Regions from separate parts of the Bombyx mori genome. Here region 2 is linked to region 1. Evidence: chromatin contacts called from public Hi-C data. All regions are on one chromosome and are shown on one strand. The core of a region is the stretch at or near the end of the contact, and the rest is flanking DNA. Distances in the headings are between cores, read along the strand shown.

Evidence for each region. Hi-C and Micro-C count contacts between places; a contact is called where the count stands out from the background.
Region 2: a contact with region 1 is called in a Hi-C map of whole pupa, with 3 times the contacts expected there. The contact joins the promoter of Sir-3 here to the enhancer-like site in region 1. A contact is called at or near these places in 2 of 7 Hi-C or Micro-C datasets (both in whole pupa).

Annotation. Positions count from the first base shown.
Region 1 is chr12:17,388,931-17,396,617 of ASM3026992v2, reverse strand. All of the region lies in intron 1 of LOC101739734, which reads left to right. Among protein-coding and RNA genes, the nearest start is that of LOC101739734, 6.3 kb to the left of the region's middle. Within about 2 kb of position 5,092, at least 2 of the 8 cell types and tissues checked have open chromatin away from gene starts, as enhancers often do.
Region 2 is chr12:17,452,454-17,460,316 of ASM3026992v2, reverse strand. It overlaps Sir-3 (sid-1-related gene3), which reads right to left and starts at 5,819. Exons shown (of 20, transcript NM_001113265.1): 1 at 5,589-5,819; 2 at 3,425-3,494; 3 at 3,082-3,178; 4 at 1,182-1,438. The coding sequence starts at 5,662. It overlaps LOC110385326 (a long non-coding RNA gene), which reads left to right. Exons shown (of 5, transcript XR_009974555.1): 5 at 1-1,971.

The sequences.
Region 1 (7,687 bases), core at 3,843-6,342:
CCTACACGAGTAGTAGATAGCCGTGTCATCGGCGAAGAGCGCTAGATGGGTCTCCCGAGATCGTGGTATATCATTGATATACAAACTAAATAATAACGGGGAGAGCGCGGAGCCTTGCGGGACTCCGGCAGTCAGATGACGGGGACGAGACCGAGTTCCCTCTACTCGATATCGAAACGAACGGTTCGACAAGAAGTCTCGTGTGATGAGCACGAGTCTGTCCCATGTTGTACAGTTTGTAAATCAAACCTTTGTGCCAGACTTTTCGAACGCTTTCGCGATATCGAAGATGAGGGCTCCGGTCGGGATTTGTTTACGCCTATTTAGCCCTATTAAGATGTGTTCCGTGAGGCGGTGCACTTGTTGTATGCACTAGTGTTTAGCGCGGAATCCAAACTGCTCGTCTATTAGTTTTTTGTTCGCTGTAACAAAGTCCCAGAGGCGTTTCCGAAGGAGTCGTTCGTAAATTTTGCCTATCGCGGGGAGGAGACTAATCGGACGGTAACTAGCGGTTTCGTTTTTCGGTTTGCCCGGCTTATGTATATCGATAACCTCCGCTTCTTTCCACACCGCGGGAAAGATGCAGTGCGTCATAGCGGCATTTAAAATGGTAGGCAACATTGCTATCAGTTGGACTGGTAAAAGTTTTAAGGCGCGGTTGCGGATGCCGTCGCCGGAGCCGGGTGCCCTTTTAGGTTAAAGGTTGTGGTCGCTTCTCTAACTTCGTCAGTGGTAATGGGGGGAAACTGCGCTCGACCTCCCCGTCGACTAACTCGGTGTGTTCGGGGTCCGCGTATTGAGTGCTGGTGGTGCACTGCTCTTGCAGTGCATCGGCCAGCAGCTCAGCCTTGTCATCGTCATCGAAAGCCGGTGGTTGGCCTGAAGGGCGTACGAGGGGCATCGTAACGGTAGTTTCGGATTTGAGAGTCCTAGCTAGTCGCCAGTATTCTTGGTGAGAGGGCGCGAGTTCTTCTAAATAACTAACCCATTTCTCATTTCGGGTGTCGTTTAGGCGGGATTTGACTTCCCGCTGTAGACGACGCATCCGAATTCGGTTTGAGTCCGTGGGATATCGATCGTAGGCCCAGATTGCCGCGTTCCTAACTCTTAAGAGATTCATAAGCTCGGGGGACAGTCTGATGCGGTGAAAGCTATCCTCCACATCGACTTCTTTGGAAGATCTTATGATCGCGGAACATTGTGGTCAGTAATGATGTTTATGGATTCGACGGTGTCCTCAGGGGATAGATTCGAATCCGGGCCGTAAGGGAGGATTGGTGGAGCGGCTTCTGCTAAGCACGTGCCCAGCTTATTCCAATCCACCATGGTCCTCGTAACAGTGACTGGGTTGTGAGGGCGACCGAGCTGCATAACGACAGGTCGGTGGTCTGAGTCGAGCTCTGACAGTGCTTCGATGGAACGCAAGCGCAGAGTTACGTTCCTAAGCAATGCCAGGTCTATAGTGCTCGGACGGAGCGCGATGTTATACGAATAACATGTTGAAGTTGGAGGGCAGACTACATATTTCAAAAATAATTAGGTGCTTTTGGTTATAATATCACTACTAATCACTAAATAATATCATTTATTAGATACTAGTGCGGCTGTCAGAAGCTTCGTATTTGATATTATCCATCCACTATGATAGGCCACGACGACCTCAAAATTTTAATTTTACATTAACAAAAAATTCGCTTTGTTCTGTGGTCACAGACAACCGAAGCTTCACACGATCATTTTGTGAAGAGTACCTATTAGCGCCTTGCAGAAGTTTAGGAAAATACTAAAACAACTAACAACACTTCGTTACTATTTAATTAAAATCGATCGAAGCACCAACACAGTACAAGGAAGTAAAGAAGTCGACGGTAAAATCCGTATACAGTTATAAAGGCGTAAACGTTAATTCAAAAATGCTTTTCCCTGTGCTGGGTGCTACGTGCATGGCAATAAACTTTAAAGTACAGAGCTTACAACAGTAACCGCTAGATGGCAATGTGTCGGCTTTTTTTACATATATTGTCATTGTGTTAATCTGATAATACAAAATCGATTATCGCATTTTTTTGTTGAATCCGTTTTGTTAATGAGGACAGCTATTCCTATACGGTTGCCTGACTACTAGCTACTAGTGACGGATACTGACAGACCGTTGCCCAGATCAAACCGCTGGATCATTTACTGGTGGTAGGACCTCTTGTGAGTCTGCACGAGTAGGTACCACCACCCTGCTTATTTCTGCCATGAAGCAGTAATTGAAGGGTGGGGCAGCCGTTGTAATTATATTGGGACCTTAGAACTCATATCTAAAGGTGGATGCGGCACTCACGTTGTAGATGTCTATGGGCTCGGGTAACCACTTAACATCAGCTGGGCTGTTAATTTGTCCACTTATCTGTGCAATAAAAAAAATCATTAAACCTGACCCCTGTGTTCCGGCGCCGATAAACACTTACAATCCAGCGGGCTGCGAAATCCTTTACTTACATACACATTTAACAACATTTATAGTGATACAATAAAGTCTACATATTTTATCTGTATAAGTAATACATATAACGAATAGACTTTTTGGCGGGAACGCGAGGAGTGAAATTGTGTGATTTGTTTTATTTTGTCTATTTAGTGTTTCTTCAGGTTTAAATGTGTAATAAAGGTGGTTTATGAATTGTTTAGTATCTGTAAAAGTGCGCAAACGCGGGAAAATGAAACAAAGCCGCTGGACGTAACTTCTCGGGATCCTCCAAAAAGTCAACTGAAAAAATTTCGGTAAATGACCATCATTTTATTGAGATTATATTTTATCCCATATCATCTCATCTCATTTAATTTCACTCCATATTATCATTTTTGATAAAAATGAGAATATAAATTAAAATAAGACATGACCTAAAGATCTTACTTAGTTACCAGGTCATAAAATCCCTTAAAAAATAAAATAATGAATATTGACATGCTTGTTCTGCGTGCGTTCCTAAATCGTTTATCTGGTTGTGATGAAACTTAGAATTATTGTTGTATTGTTGGCGCTACAGGGAAAGCTTCTACCACACTACCACCAAGGCACGAATGGTGGCACGCGAGTTTCAGTGAGAAATTTGTTTTTCATAGAGTAGGCCAGGGAGTCCCTACTGTAGTATAAAAATACCCCAAGGTCACTAAAATTCTATGAATATTTCTAAAAACAAGTAATAATGGTATCAGTTGTTCTATAGCCATGACCCGAGCTTCAGAAGTAGGAGTTGTTAGCAACAGACAATTAATGATCTGTACTCGCAATTTCATTGAAACGATTGCCTTCAATTGAAGTGGGCTTGTGAATCTATTGGATGTGATTACCAAATCGATACGTTGCGTTATATTGTAGATTGTATATGATCTGTATAGCCTGATAGCTATTTCACAAGATATGGAAAACCCATATATACCATGTCCGAAGACTTGTGTGTTTGTATGTGGACATCGTGGTTAATTATTTAACTATACGTATTGTTCCAATTGCAAGTCCTATAAGATGCGAAAGCGTGTCACTGCTCGGTTATTGTGTGCTCAAGGGATGGGTAATAGTTACAAGGGCACTCTGAGCTATCAACGCGTCGTCCCACAGCGACGAATAAAAAAAGATAAAGATGCACCTTCGTAAAATATATTTCAATTATGATTTTTTGTATAGCTCTACCACTCTAATATTTCAGCACTATAAAATCTTGTGTGTGTGTGTGTGTGTTAGCTGTGCGCGCGCGTGTGTTTTGTAGTTTTTTTTAATTATCTGATGGACGGTCGAGCTCTTGACCCTTCTGATTTAAGAGGTTACTTGAGTTTTTAAATAGATTTTTATTTATATAGGGTTTTTACTTATATATAAAAATAATATATTTAGATATATTTAGTTAAAGAGTTTGAATTGCATTGCACCGTATGGCGGCCGCCCCGCCCCACCCTTGACATCGGAACGCGTGTCTACCCAGCGGCATTAAAGTAAGATTAACGTGTACTCATCCCTATCTTATAACATTGACAGGTAGATTTTATGGTTTATTTGTTATCTGCTCGGTGTCCCAAATAATCTACATAAGACGTTCAGAGATACATATATTTACATAAATTAGATGGTGCTAGGTTCATGATACTTTAAATAGTTATACATTTGTTTTTCAGTCAGTGGGAATTGAAAAGTATGAAATTGCATACAATTCACAGCGTAGATTTTTTATTTGAAATAAATACTTAATATTTGATCATTATGTTGGTCTTACAGTGTTGAGTTTAATCAATGCTTATAAAATGTATGCACTTTTTCTGTAAACGGTTGTCCTTTGCAAATCTATAAAGTATTTGTCAACAGCACAATGGTCTGCGCAATATTATTGGATATTTAAAGACTGTATATGGCACACATATATGTATATGTATTTCACTGGAATGGTACACCGCGCGTAGTTCGTTTCCAAATGATTTTTGTCCACCTGATGGTTGTCTGGAAGAGATCGCTCTTAGCGATAAGACCGCCAATTGTACTTTTTTGTTTTTAATGTATCGCACTGTTTATTTGTTTTTTGGTGTACAATAAAGAATACTCTCTCTCTCTCTCTCTCTCACACATGAAAAGTTCTTTTGAGCGGGCTTTGCCATTAATCAAATCGGAGTTTTTTGAATCGTTGTGACGATAAACTCGAGAAGTATAAGATAAATAGTCGTGTCATGGAGAGCAGCCCGCCACACAAGTTTCAAGATAATTCCCATCGTAGTAGGAAGTCAAAACTAACGGTGTTTGTTAACAAAAAAAAAACTCATGGACAACAGAGTAAAGATGTACTAAATACATTAATTACACATAAGACAGTTCATTTGTGTCAACTGATAACATTTTAATGTGTTCTGTTTTAGTTGTATAGTTTTTTATGCGTAATAATATTCGTGAATATAAGCTTCTTTGAGGCATGGTGCGGAGTCCAGCCGGGGGCCCGACCTGCAGCCTTGGGTCCTGCCTGTGCCCGGCTTATCTGAACTACTCTGAACGACTCGGGACTGGCATCTTTGCGACCTTCAAATGATTCGGTTGTTTTAACTAAACGATAAGAGGCGACGCGATACAACTCACTGGGCTACATTAGATAACAATAATTAAGAATGATGACCGATCGATTAATGCGCGTTACAGGGGCGATGATTTAATTTCATCATTCGGTGCCTTCTGCGGCGGTTACTGCTTAATGTATGTTTATGTTTTAGAAGTGAAGTCGTCATGGCCTAAAGGATAAGACGTCCGGTGCATTCGTGTGAGCGATGCACCTGTGTTCGAATCCCAGGCAGGTACAAATTTTTCTAATGAAATACGTACTCAACAAATGTTCACGATTGGCTTAAACGGTGAAGGAATAACATCGTGTAATAAAAATCAAAACCCGCAAAATTATAATTTGTGTAATTACTGGTGCTCTTGTGAGTCCGAACGGGTAAGTACCACCACCACGCCTATTTCTGCCGTGAAGCAGTAATGCGTTTCGGTTTGAAGGGCGGGGCAGTCGTTGTAACTATACTGAGACCTTAGATCATATCTCAAGGTGAGTGGCGCATTTACGTTGTAGATGTCTATGGACTACGGTAACCACTTAACACCAGGTGGGCTGTGAGCTCGTCCACCCACCTAAGCAATGAAAAAATAATAAAAGCGATGCGACTATTCCCGAGTTCAAATCCCATAAACAGGTAAGATTTTTTCTAACACCTGTTCACAATCGGCATCCATGATGAAGGAATAACAGCAACTAGCATTTATATATGTCTTATTACTGGCAGTGGAGCACGTCGATTTGCATATGGTCTTGCTGCTGCTTGGACTGGTCGTAAGAGAAAGGATTTACTAACTCAATCGTTCTCAGCTAAACGTCCGCTATTAGATTGCCTAGTTATCGATTTGCAAAATTATATATGGATAGGTATAACGTCTGGGTAGGCGATCCATAGAAACCAGACTAAAGTGATTGCCGATAACAGGTATATTCATTTACAAATATATTATAATTATTCGAAATATCAAACACGCGATTTAAATTCATATTTAAAATATAACGTTCTGAAATATTACAATAATAAGCAGGTATGAATAATGTGGTCTAAGCTAATCTAACATGTCTACTTATAAATAAGTTTTTTTTCTAGATTCTTCCTCAACGAATGTAGCAGTTGACGTTATTACCGCTTCTCTTTCTCGCAATTTCCTATCTTAACCACCACAATATATTAGGTTTTTGAAGTCAGTCATTTTTTATAAATTGTTTTTGCCTTTCAAAATGTGCACCCATGGTATCAATACATCTCTGCCAGCGCAGATGTAATTTTAGCCAACAAACTCTTGAAAGGCATTGTGCACTGCCTCACGGGTTGATTTCTTTTCCCTGCCCAATAAATTTTCGTTTGGTGCTTTGCCTAAGTGTTGAACCAGTGTCTCATTAAAGTGATGACTGCTTACGATTATCACAAAGAGTCAACTTTTCATCGCAAGTGACAATACGGTTCAAAGCCCCTTCGTTTCTGTGTCTGTTAGGCAACGCACGGCACACCATGACGTGTGCGTCGCGCTGGCGATCCTTCAGTTCGTGCAGCTCACACTTATGAGATTTGTTACCTCGCCAACTTGACGCAAATGGACCAATATTGTTCTGACGCTGACGTTGAGAGCTGCGGCTGACTCAGCGGTAGAGTTCCGCCGCCTTTAACTCGTGGTTGTTGACTTGTTTTCGGTTATTTTTATCATATTATTATCTTTATTTGATGGCAAAGATAAAAATGTAGTAAAAATACAACATTACCTAATCAATAAAGAAACGACTGAATTTAATAATAGAATTCCATATTTTAGAATAATATTCATGTGACTATAGAATTTATAGTCATCAATACATTGCGTCTGAAATGGCTAGTGAAATGGTCATAGGTATAGACCTACTATTAGCACGTATACTGGTTTCTCCTATTCGCTGGTCGCTATCGACTAAATCCGCTGCCACTTGCGCTCAGCAACAACGCTTAGTTAATCACATTCAGCCTGGCTTCGAATTATCGCGTAAATAAGTATATAATTGTGGCTAACATTGTATGTTGTCGTCAGCTAAAGGCGGCAGCACGCGGTGGTGTGCGGACATGGCCAGCCCAGAGTCCGTCAACACTCGTGGTTGGCTGCGCCACTTCCCACCCACAGGTAGGAGTGCACTTCACCAATTTTATTTGCATGCATATTGATCTAATATAAGTGTGCATATTATTCTGTAAGGTTTTAATATAAGTGAGCCAATGTAAAGTGCGGTAACTGAATGCCAGCCAGCCCAGCCCAGCCACACCGAGACACGAGGTCGTTTTCCCAGCGTCTAAATTACCCCTGGAGTCGCCGGAACGCTTCGTCACCAGCGTGGAGCTTCCACAGAGATCAGTGCGCTCATTCACAAGCAAAGAGTGCTACGCAAAACATAACGGCAACTGGTAATTTTAACTATGTTGTCGTTTGTGTCTGTATCTGTAATTAAACAGTACGTTTACCGCTTAGCGTTTGTTGAATTTAAACAATTGCTTTTGAAAATCTTGGTACTCGATTGGATCATTTTTATTTATTTATAACATTTCATGTAAAAATTACGTTGGCGGCCTTATAATGCCTTAGAAATTCTCTACCAGTCAACATTTTCGTGAT
Region 2 (7,863 bases), core at 4,570-7,069, 63 kb before region 1:
TTTACTTGACCCGATACTGAAATTAATGATTGGATGAGAACTCTCGTGAAGTGTTGTGCAAATCGTTGTAATTGTTGTAACTTTGCTGAACGCCTACACAACATTAAAGAAAGCGACTCCCGTGTAAACGATTTTGGGTCTGTTAAGAAATACTTGAACGAGATCCGTGATGTGGTGCACAAGTGTTTGAAGTGGAACCCAGTCGTCGTGGCCTAAAGGATACGACGTCCGATGCATTCGTTTTGAACGATGTAACGGTTTTTGAATCCCGCAGGCGCGTATCAATTTTTCTAATGAAATACGTATCTGGCAAATGTTCACGATTGACTTCCACGGTGAAGGAATAACATCGTGTAATCAAAATCAAACCCGCAAAATTATAATTTACGTAATTACTGGTGGTAGGACCTCTTGTGAGTCCGCACAAATAGGTACCACCACCCTGCCTATTTCTGCCGTGAAGCAGTAATGCATTTCGGTTTGAAGGGTGGGGCATCCGTTGTAACTATACTAAGACCTTAGAACTTAAGTATATCTCAAGATGGGTGGCGGCGTTTACCCTGTAGACGTCTAAGGGCTCCCGTAACCACTTAACACCTACACTACTCGTCCATGGGAATGCTCTGGGAGGAGACGAATCCCCGAGGCGCTTGCAGATCAGATACTCGTATATTTGTTTATTAGAGACATGAGGCTAGTCTGACGGTGGGCTTAGGTGCTATTTTGATTTGCAGAGTTTGTAAATGCCCATAATGTCTATTACTTACTTACTTACGTAGGGTTTTAGGGGAGTTCTACGTTCGAACCATAAGGAATAGCTCTGGCTGTTCGGGGCTCGCGGATTTAATACAAGAACGAGTATGTAACTCTAATTTTCTATGTCATCGAATGCCGGAGGTCGGTCGGTCGGCGTGTGCGAGGAGACACAACGGCGGCCGCGTCGGGCCCGGAGGTCTGAGACAATTCTACGATGATTTTAGATAACGCTATGAAGCTCGCAACCTTGTTTCGGTTGGCTACGAATCATAAACCTGGATCGATCGGTTTTTTGCTCGTAAACGATCTTTAACGTCGTCAGGCAGTTTGAGGCGGTGAAGGACTAATCGTTTTTATAACCTTTTCACATATAGCGGGAGAATGTGTGAGCTTGGGCCGAATTATAAAGGGCAGAGACTTAGTACCTGTGTCGCGGTGACGGTGGTGCGGGCCTGGAAGCCGAGCAGCCAGTCCCTGGCGGGTGCGGCTCGCAGCGTGACGGTGAGGGGCGCGGCGCAGGCGGACGCGAGGTGCAGGGTGAAGCCGCGCTGCGAGCCCGCGCCCTCGCACTCGGACGGCGCCCCCACCGCGTCCGTCGGGGAGCCATCCCAGCACAGCGTGCGCTCCAGCTCAGACATCAGCATCGATCCGGACTGGTACGGGAGCTGCCATGTTGTCGCTCCTGCGTCATCAACAAACTGTGAAACTAGATCAACTCTCGTCTCTGTCTCTCTTCGTCGACTATTATTAGAATATCATAGTTGTTTGTTTGTTAAAAAGCACCCACAATTATATAAATCGTGTGGCGAGTACTGTCAATTTAATACAAGATACCCTACTAAACTAATGTTACCAAGTATAAATACTCGTTACTACCATACAAACTGTTATCCTATGACTATCAGAATATTTAATAAGATACCAAACAGCATAAGAGATCTTCCACTAACTCAATTTAAAAGAAAATTATATTTATGGCTGATAGATAAGGCTTATTATAGTGTGCAAGAATTTTTAAATGATAAGTGTTGTACATAATAAAATATTAGAATAAGAAGTGATAGAATGTAAAAATAGATAGATTTAGTAAATTTTGTGTTATAATTAATATAAAAATAAATTAAATTTTCGCATGCCTAAACAGGCGAAATATATGAAGCTATGTCCTATATCTTATAAACTATATTTCTGGCGAATAAAGATTTTCTTTCTTTCTTTCTTTCTTATCAGAGGACGATCTGCACTGTCACACAGCTCGTAAGTGTTTATGGTAATTCTGTATATTGACTGGTGTATATTCGTATTGCATCCGCACATAGGACATACCTACCTATAGCGAGTTGTAGAAATAAAGTACAAACTTGTAATTTATTTCTACAACGCGCTATCGTTGGGTTCCTTGAATAAATATTTAAAGGTTATCAATATCTAATAAAATGTTGTCACTCGCTTAATGCGTGATTTACTATAGTTTTTCACCAACTACGAGTAAGGAGGGGACAAAGTTTGGGACGAAATTTAATGCAGTCGAATGCAGAATATTAGACGTTCCAACTTGTAGCTAAATATATACATTTATTAATTATCAGGGTCATGTGCGAAGTGTAATTGCACTCATCGCCCAATCATACCAAAATCCAATGTCGATCATGTATACATTATTTATTTTCGTATTTATCTACTATAAATTCAAACATTTTGGTTTTATATGTCAGCAAGAGAATGAGTAGTTAAATAATAAGTTAAAATTTAAACCGCCAGATAATTATTTCTTAAATGTAATTGACCACAAAACTCGAGCTAAACCACCCAACTACATACTTTACTTTTCTTGAAATACTCTCAAAAGTAATACGAGTAGGTAGTGACGTTTGTGTTGTCGAGTAACTTCATTCAAACCAACATTATCAATGCAGCGGATTCATTATGATTGAGGGAGTTTTTCTTAAAAAGGCGATGAATGGTCATGCACTGCTGTCGATTACAATGGATATAACAGTATATGATCGACACAACGCCCGCTTGGTTGTTGTCTTTTCGACATCATTTGAATGTACATATGTATATAACGTTTACAAAATTACATATTCAAAAAATATGAATAATCCAAACAATCGTTGAAGCAAGTTGAGGTAACACTCTCGTATGTATCTTTAAAACATCTAGATATAAGATGAACGTTATTGTATGTTGATGCGTGTTGCTACCAACGACGCTAGGAGCCTCCGCACTCTGCTCTAATGATTGCGTAGCAGCGCAGTTTGATCTATCTAATGTTTGATTTCTTGTTGTAATTGTAATGTAATATCGACCGATTGATATTACCTGTTTTAGTTCTGGCGGTGAGCAGTAGCGGCCGAGAGGTGTCCCCGCCGACGCTGCGCACCCACAACCGACTCGGGAACTCTGCTTGATCTTCGTTCTGGGTAGAGATACTTATTATTCCTACTTTAGAGTGTATACGAAATATTGCCCTCCTCCTGCCGCGTTGCGGTTTGTAGCGCGATACAATCGAGACTTCGGCCTCAAGTCTCACGATGGTTGGCGGCATTATATGTGATGTCCATGGGCTCCGATAATCGTTTAATGTGGTCAGTAATCGGTGTGCTGTAAGTCTGTATCCACCTGTTTTCAGAAAATATTTTTAGAATGTAACATCTTCACTCACCGGCACAAACTGTAGAATGAACTCTATGGATGGCGTCACCACCAACGTGTACTCTTCTTCGAGGTTTAATCTGGAGTGACGTGAACATTAACTTAACTTAAATAAAAGACAATGTGAACGCGGCTTCCTACATTGAGAGATAAGTACAAAGTATCACGCCTGTGACGCTGTTGAAGCCGGAACGCATGACTGCATCGCGATACAAATAAGCAAAATAAAGCATATTATTATTATACAAATAAGCGTGACTTACACGTGCGGTAACAATACGAACTATCAACAGTAATTACGAAAATATTGAAATTTTGATTTTTTACACAATATCAGTCCTTGATCGTGCCAGTCGGTCGTGAGCACATGTAAAGTAGCTACGTAATTCCTTGATACCAATGGCACCAATCGTCACTTCATTGTGAGACTCTTACATCAGCGCAGTTGCATCGCTTGATACGAACACATCGTGTAGGTACCACATCGTGTTCTTATTCCCTGCCTATTCGCTGGTAGCATAAAGGGCTATTCCAACTACACGCGGACGGGGTCGTTTATACCACAACAACTTCTATACAATGCTCTGACTGGAATTTGATTTTGAACAGTCTTATCTAGAAACTCTTAAACTTTATTTTCAACTCCATGTCATCTTGGAAGTAAGCATAGCGTGGTAAACAGCTCTCGAACTAAATCGCTATTCAGTCCTGGATAGCAAGTAGCAGTACTACCGCCCCCTCAAACATCACGGTTAACGGATATCTCCGTCAAATTCATTTCACATTTCGTTAAGGGTAATGTGTATTTTGACATTAACATCATAATCAAAATAATGTTTCTAAATACCCAGTTTCTAATATATGTAATAGTCGTGTAGTCAACATTCGGAGTATAGGCAGGTGGCAGCGGCTAGATCTCTTATTCAGTTCCTAGCGGTTACCAGGAACACTGCTCACGGCAAAATCTTAGTGAATAAATAAAACAGTTCTTATTTGTGACCGCGATTTTTTTGTGAATTTCCAACAATATCTGTTTTGTTTTCCTGTCGCAATAATACATTACTGTAAACACGGAACATTCGTCCGAGCCACGCCCAGTTCTGTGCAAAAGTTTAGTCATTAAATACCTACCTACTTTTAAATGTGTGTGTGTGTTAGTCTTTGTGTGTGTGTTTGTGGATAATTTGCTATAATTTATGGTTTTAAAGTATTTACTATATACGTAAATAGCTATGTCATGATGATTTTTGTAGCCCACAAACAAATACTCCGGTTTAATATTAGTTTTGATAGACAGTTAAGGAAAGACGGCATTTACAATTAATACGTATATTGGGAAGAGCTAAAAAGATATTTACAAATAATAAATTTAACTTATCGGCTCTGCTGAGTCGATGACTTCGACAACTTCGACGGTTTGCCCAACTTTGGCTAAGGCCTCCTCTATTAGAACGGATTTAGTGTTTTTATATACAGTAGGTAAATACGTAAATACGTGCTCAGCTATGTAAATGTGAATTCATGCTGATCATTTCCAATCGTCACTGAAATGACTTTCACTAGCGAGGAATCATAATATGAAGCACCAAGCTACACCACTGTGCATGCTGAAGTCGGAGTTCAGTTCCTAATCGATAGTTTTGCATTTCGCTATTAAATAATCTTGTTTAAATGAAATCGAAATGCCGGTGCCGAGTTGACTATCAGTGTTGATTCCCAGTGTGTTTGTACTGCGCGAGTGACATGTGTTGAGTTTTGGGTGTGCGGTGGCCTAAAATATTACCTACCACCGCGCTTCCTCCCGTCGCCGTGGTGGCGTCTAACTACTAATCAACTTTGGAATTGACCGGAGAATAAACAGCAGTTCTCTAAGTACTGTACTCGCACATTGCCTATACGAGCAGTTACCATCATTCTGACTATTTCTGCCGCGAAGCATGCGTTGTGATTTGAAGGACGGAGCAGCCGTTACACAATACAGGTGGGGCTTCGACCTCATGTCTGAAGCTGGGTCGCGAATATACCTAAATTATATCCACGGGTGTATTGTTACGAATGTTAGCCTAACCTATAAACTAGAGTTGCTGACTGCTTTGTATTTGCTGTGGCAGTTTCAAGAGTAGCAGACAGCACTGGTCTAGAAAGGCCTGGCTTCACGTTCCCTGGGTACTCACATTCTCTGCTCGACGGTGATGTTGCTTGCGAGGACTACGCTCACGCACAAGGCTAGGGCGCACCACGAGATCATCGCTGCATCGCGCACGCTACTAACCACATCCGTCAATACTAATACACATTCCAAGAGTCACTGGATGAGTACTTGGGAATTCGGCGTTCGCAGAATCAGGCTTGCGCGTTATCAGTACGCCGACACCACTATCAAGTTTTGGAATACATCGATAACTAGCGCGACCTGTATCACTCGCCCCGTGAATCAGTCTACTTATCGGATAAATGTACCAGATTTGATACGATAAGAAACGGCTACAGCACTGGTCGGCGCGACTGGTGGCGGAGCCTCGCGGCGAGCGTGCGTCCCGGTGCTGCGCTTGCAATGCTTTAATAGACGTATGTAATTGTGGAATTAAGTGCGTATTTAAAGCTTATCAAATTCACAACTAATATTTGTGTTTTTAGGAATCTAAATTTAACTTGTATTACGTACCTTTCTGAGTATGAAGTACCGCAGGGTGTGCGAGGAGACAGGGGAAGGGGGTACTGGGGGTCAAGGACTGTCCACTTGCTAAGCGGCGTGATGTCGTCGTGTGTCGTGTGTCGTGTGTCATGTGTCGTCGAAGACGTGTACTCCAAGACAAGACAATACTAATCTGGTCTTGATTTGCATCTTGTTGAGTTAACTCACTTATTATATATTAGTACCTAAGTAATAACAATATAGGTACATGACAATCTGTATTAGTTCCTTGTCACTGTGGTGACGTAAGCCTGGTGGATGTACAATGTCGGTTGTGACCCACATACACACTGATAACCTTCTTGTTCACAATTAATGAAAAATCGTCGTAAATCAAAATTTTATTTGATTATTCAAATATTAATTTCAATGGGTAATTGAGATAGCGTGAGCTTTGATGTTGAAATAGCAATTTTTTCCGCCACAAAGCTATAGGAAGCTGAGAATTTGTGTTGCAATTCGGAGGGAAGCCAATCTGCAAATCTTCTAATGAGGGCCACGCGTATGATTTGTAACAATACTTCTAGTACCTACTATCCGGTTCGGGTTCATCTTGTTAAATTTCATACTGTTAATTTACAACTCTGTATTTATTATATCATAAGCGATCTTGGTAGATAGTTCAAGGCCACCCATGTTTAGACCGCAAGGGTGAAGTCACAGGCGTTACGTAGGTGTCGAAATTTCAAACTTTTTAGGCAAATACTCGGATGTACTATAATGAAGATAAGACTAGCGCGTTCATCCTTATCTAAGCAAAGCTTTTTTTATTTATTTTTTTGCTTATATGGGTGGACGAATTCACAGCCCAAAAGCTCATTTTCGAGCAGCATAAGAATCTTAATCACATCAAATTGTGGAGTGCCTTTTGATTTGAAGGACGAAAATAAATTGATCTTTATTTGAAAAAATTCGTTAAAGGTACTAATAAACAATTTTCAAATTTTTCCATATACCTGCGCTATAACTTTTCTCAGCGTATTTCACAACTTTAGGTCGATAGTAGATATAGGCAGGTGTTAATAAGTTCACCGGGAGCCAAACGAGCTTTGGTTGAGAAGGTCGAGACTAACTTCGACTCGAAACCTACACCCGTCCCTGTCGCACGGACAGACGGGAATCGCTCAGAATTATATATAGGTATATGAACATGGCTTTTGAATTCCAATTATCACCCAACAATCAACAATAAGACACGTGGATTCAAATTTAGTCGTGATTTACAGGGATTGACAGGGCACTATCATAAGAATCGTCACTGCAACATTCCCAGTACAGTTTAATGAATTCCAAATAACAATACATTTTTATAGTTCAGTAATTTCACAAGGTCGTTGCGCGCTGACGTGCCGCTCCGTGCCGCGTAGGGACGAGAGAACCAACGCTTCGATACCCACGGTTTACTTATAACTTGGTTTCAGCGGTAGAGTAACTGCTGTATCATTGCTTAGCACGAACCTTTGATATTTATTTTAAGAAAACTTTTATGTTTAGCTTTAAAAGACAAATAATACCTTTCTAATGTGTCAGGTAGAGGCAAAAATAACACAACGTGTCAAGAGATTAAACCCCAACAATATAACTGTATTGAAGACGAATATCCAAATGTTATTGTTCGGTCTATCCGAGGGTGATTAGTTAAATAAACTACCCACCGCTAACTTTTAGTGAAGTTTGAAAACATTGCTCGTGCGGACCTTAGCTTTAGTACAAATATCTCTATCCGAGAGCGGACAAGGGGATGCTAGCTACCT